2 separate regions of the Zea mays genome follow, and region 2 is linked to region 1. The links are chromatin contacts, called in public Hi-C maps. All regions are on one chromosome and are shown on one strand. The core of a region is the stretch at or near the end of the contact, and the rest is flanking DNA. Distances in the headings are between cores, read along the strand shown.

What was found. Hi-C and Micro-C count contacts between places; a contact is called where the count stands out from the background.
Region 2: a contact with region 1 is called in a Hi-C map of ear, with 2.1 times the contacts expected there. The contact joins the promoter of LOC100272329 here to the promoter of LOC100286319 in region 1. A contact is called at or near these places in 2 of 25 Hi-C or Micro-C datasets (ear and tassel).

The regions. Positions count from the first base shown.
Region 1 is chr4:156,735,391-156,737,988 of Zm-B73-REFERENCE-NAM-5.0, forward strand. LOC100286319 (blue copper protein) reads right to left here and starts at 1,297. Exons shown (of 2, transcript NM_001159206.2): 1 at 1,073-1,297; 2 at 347-996. The coding sequence starts at 1,235. The coding sequence ends at 572.
Region 2 is chr4:156,977,868-156,980,465 of Zm-B73-REFERENCE-NAM-5.0, forward strand. It overlaps LOC100272329 (Ubiquitin carboxyl-terminal hydrolase 3), which reads left to right and starts at 1,320. Exons shown (of 9, transcript NM_001359598.1): 1 at 1,320-1,451; 2 at 1,557-1,688; 3 at 1,809-1,865. The coding sequence starts at 1,401.

The sequences.
Region 1 (2,598 bases), core at 47-2,546:
TTATGTATCCTTCTAAAATTTGTCAAACATCCCGATTATATAAGCGTGCTTGACAGCTTGAGATCTATCTTCTTAGTCCTTCGGAGATGCTTATAAGCTAAGTAGGTGTTTGAATGCACTAAAGCTAATAGTTAGTGAATAAAATTAGTTGAGACATCCAAACACTCTAGCTAATATTTTAACTATTCGCTATTTTTGGTAAATTAGTTAATAGTTCTAGCTAATATTTTAACTATTAGATATTTTTGGTAAATTAGTTAATAGTTAGGTAGCTATTTATTAGCTAGCTAATTTTATTAAAAAATTAGTCAACTAACTATTAATTCTAGTGCATTTAAACACATCCTAGAACGATTAAATAGCCATAGCATATCGTTATCTATGACATATTGCAGACCGCTGGGACAGGTCCAGCATGAAGGATTCAAGGATAGCCGTACATGTATACAGCGGGAGTCTCGAACAAGCCAGAATCGAGCATAGACCATAGACGTGAATTCAGATTAAACACAACGGGCCACAAAAGCCTGCAACAGGAAAAGCATGGAACGGAAACAGCACTGCCTCTTGCCTAACCCATCAGGGCGAGCCCGGCGAGGCCCGCGGCCCAGGCCAAAACGCCCATAGCGAGCCGGGCCTCCCCACCGCAGGCAGCGCCAGTGCTGCTCGAGGTGGGCTTCGTCGTGGGCGCCGACGGCGACGTCGTTGCCGTGGGCGTAGACCCGGACGGCGTGGCTGTCTCTGGAGGCGAGTCAGCGGCGGGCGGGGATGACGCCGGGGTGGTGGTGGCGGTCCCAGCGGCGACCGTGACGGCGAGCTTCATGCCGTTGCCGCAGTGGCCCGGGGTGCCGCAGATGAAGTAGCGCGTGCCGGGCGCTGTGAGCGCGATCTTGGTGTTCTGGTCGCTGTAGGACTGGATGGAGTTGCTGGCCGAGCACGCGCCGTAGTCCGCGGAGCTCACCTCCACCACCGTGTGCATCGCGCTGTACTGGAACACTGCGTGCACGCGTGCGCTTTGTCAGCCTCAGACCTCAGTGACCTTGTGACCGACATGTGGGGGGTACTCACTCACCTAGGTTGTCCCCAGCAGCGAAGGTCTTGCCGCTCGCCCAGGTGGCGTAGTCCACGCCGCTGCTCCACCCGGACGAGTCGCCGACCGTGTAGTCCGTGGCGTGCGCCGGAGCGGCGACGGCAGCAGCGAGGAGTACCAGCAGACCTGCCGTAATGGCAGCCATGATGATTGATGACAGCTTAATGATAATTTTGCACAAGGCTTTAGCTGTGGGCACCACTGAGTGCGGTGACTTGGAGCGATCAATGGTTATATAGGACTGCGAAGCGAATCATGCAGGTGCTAACTAAAAGCGATTTGGTAAGTTTTGGTGGAGTTGGTTTAAGTTATGCTTGTCACCCACTCCGCCGCTCTGGCGTCGTCCCCGGGATTCCTTGGATAATTTATGGTGATGCACGGACCAAAACCAACAAATTTTAGCGACTATATAGATAATTCTGATGCAGATGATGGAACGGTGCCTACTGTTTATTTATAGGTTCCATCTGACACACAGGTCAACTTTTACCAATAGCGCTGAGTCTATTTATCCGGTACAGTTCAGTTTTGTAAGGGTAATCAAGCTCTAACGTGGGTTTTGGTGATACCAACCATATAATATGATAATTAATAAGATGTATCGAGTTGATACGTATGTGAGAAATTAGTGAGGATATAACATGATTTGGTGGAGCCCTGGTTGCAAAAGCATTTGGTGATGGACTCAACGAAAACTTTAAATTTATTTTATATTTTAAAACCGGATATAGGAACCACTGCACTATAAAGGCGATGCAAAATGCATGTTTTAATATGCAACTAAGTTCTCAACCCTAAGCTAGCGAACATAAATCCTTATACCTCAACCAAGTTGGCCCTTGTTCACTCATATTCCTGTTGTTGGCTTGTGTGACATTGCAGCGTGGACCTACACAACAAGATACTATCATGTGTTCCACAACAGTGTTGTGACTTAACGACTAGTTGGGACTTGGGAGCTAGGAGTACCGAGTATTTATGTCCCTTCTTCCACCTTCCACCTGTCATGTCACGCATTTCCTCCTCAACCAACATATGAACTCTCCCCCAAACAATTGAAGGCTCCCATCCTCTCCCTTTTGATCCCTTAAGATTCTTTCGGAGACTACCCTCCAAACTTCACAAGAGAGCTTTGTCAAACTTTGCTTCAACTCCTAAAGCATTAGATTCGTGTTCTAAGCCAGCATGTTGCAATTGTTACTCTTGGAGCAAGAGCTCCTAACTGGCTAGGCATAGCCCGTTGAAGCAATACAACAACTTGTGTGTGCTCTATAATGTTTGTACTCACCCCTATATTCTAGTATGAACTCTCAAGTTATAGACTTTCTCTCTACTTGAAAAGATAATAGAGTTCAAAAAAAGCCAAGCCTTGGTGGCTTTCTCAATAACGTGGACTTAGGCAATCCTTCATGGTTATTTAAACAACAAGATAAATACATTGCCTCTAGTGAGATAACCCTTATCCAATAATAGGGGAATAAATATACGCGCTTCTCGCACGATGTATG
Region 2 (2,598 bases), core at 70-2,569, 240 kb after region 1:
TAGTCATGTTTGTAGAAAAACATGGTGTTGTCCCTGATTTATGTGTTGCTGATTTTCTGATGACTTGTAGAGGCACATGGTCACATACTCACATGGAGGAGATGGAGGAGAGGGAGAGCTAGGACCCGAGAGAGGAGACAGGAGAGGGACATGGTCATTATATTTTGTTGGCTGCAACTGTAAGTCTGCAATTGTTGGTTGCAACTTGTAAGTTGCAACTGTTGCCAACCTGGCATATTTTGTTGGCTCCCTACAACTTTGTCCTGAACTCCTGAACCTGAAGTCCTGATCTATAATTGTTGGCTGCATCACTACATGTATTTTGGTTCTAGAACTGAAACTCTGAAAGTATGGAATTATGGATTATGGAATGAAATGGAACTATTATGAACTATAAGTCTATAATTGGTGGTTGCATGTATTTCAATGTACAATTATTTTTTTTGTTTAAGTGAATGAGATGGCTGCTATTTTTTAAATAGTTATATATGATATTATATATGATTATATGTATGGTTGTTGGCTTATGGCAACTTTGATAACGAGCTGTCTTACGAGTTAATCGAGTCAGACCGAGTTACCAAACGAGCCGAGCCGAGCAGCTTCTCCAGTTCATTATCATAACGAGTGCACTCGTTATCATAACGAGTCAACTCGAGTCGAATCGAGCCGAGTCGAGCCAGCTCGAACGCAAGTTTTTTTGGAACTCTATCTCTATGTCAACGAAGCTACGCAGCAACGAATAACAGCCCACGGGCTGTTGTACGGCCCAGGTAGGCTTCCAGCCCATGCGCCGCGTGGGCGTGGGCAGACAACAATGGGCCTGTTTGGTTCAGCTTTTTTCTGATCAGCTTTTTAGATAATCTAGCTGTAGGGAGAATCTGGCTGTGTAGAGAATCTGAGTATCATTAGGATTACGTGCGGATGAAGATAAAGTTGTCCACGGGGCTCAGGATCTATAAAGTGACGGATTACTACTATTGCGACGACTCAACAGATTATATGTTTATGTTGATTTTGAATGGTTATTACCCTAACGAATTTTATAGAAGTTGACTGAAAAGCTGAGTGTTTGGCAGTCTGCAGCAACTTTTGGTGGCCAGAAGCTGCAAAAAGCCGAAACAAACACGGGCAATGGCTTCTTGCTAAAATGGTCTACGACTTGTGGGTCTACCAATGTCTCTGAACTGCGGACCCATAGGTATTTTAGCAAGACCTATTATTGACGTGGGCATATTAGCAAATCTCGTGGGCGTGTAGCGTACGCCACCTGCGTCCGCGCCTTTTCCATTTCCACCCCGATCGCATTTTACCCTACTCCCCGCCGCCTGTCCCTGCGCTAGTCGACACTCGACAGGCTCGGTTTCCGCCCTCCTCTCCCACCGCCGCGCACCGAGAAGATGGGGAAGCGGTGGATCCCGCTGGAGGCCAACCCGGACGTCCTGAACCAGGTGATCTCTCGCACCCCTGCTTCAGCTCCCGCATCCGCCTTTGGCGCTTGCTAGGGTTTCGTTTCGCTCTCGCTGATTGCTGCCGCGGAGTTGGGGTATATACAGTTCATATGGGGGCTGGGAGTCCACGAGGAGGATGTGCAGTTCTGCGACGTCTACGGCCTTGACGATGAGCTGCTCGCTATGGTGCCCCAGCCCGTTCTCGCCGTCCTCTTCCTCTACCCGCTCACCTCCCTGGTAATTAACGGTTTTCATGTCCCCATTGGTTGGTGCGATCACTTTTGTGCTTAGCTTCGCTTTTGGTTGTGTGATGCCAAAGCGGGGATTGATGTATTCGTTTTCTTTCTCGCTGATCAGGACGAGGAGAAAGAAGAATCAAGTGTTTCTGCTGCCACATCGACCTCAGCGGGCAAGGTGTGGTTGTATCATCCTGTTCTGTTTTTTTCATGTGCCGTGATGGTAATGTTTTTGACACAATGCCTTGGCCACTTTAGTGATGCTCTATGGTCTAAGTCCGTGCCCTGGAGTAGGAAAGAGAAAGTTTAATTTGAATTGTGTTAGTACCTTTTTCAAAGTTGAGAGATGTTGATTTGTGTTGTTAGAATTGTATGCTGATTATCTTTGTGAAATTTGTACATGTTACCAGTGTTGGCCCTCCAGTCCTTGAAACAGATTTTGTGATTTAGTTTGTTCTTCACTGCAATATCATCGTGTGGTTACACATTTCCACTTGTGTTCATATGTGATAGATGCCAGAAATTGGAAAGAAAGTAACGGCAGCTGTTATCTAGGTAACCAGATATTGAATTGTATTGGAAAGAAAGTAATGGTAGCTGTTATCTAGGTAACCAGATATTGAATTGTACATGTTTTTTTTCACGTGTTTATTTGTTACTCTAAGCTCTATCCACACTGGTTTTGTTACTGGTCGAATCAAGTACAGTACTGTGTGGAGGTGATATATTACTTAATAAGCCCTTCAAGCACTGATCTTTATGCTGTTAGTGAATGAACTACTCAAGGAATACCTACAATTTTTAGATCAAGTAAATCTCCATCGACTGCTTCTGTGTTGTGGTACCAGTACCTATAGAATTGCTACATAAAAATCTTATAAATATACATTCATTTTCTTTGGTTACCTTGC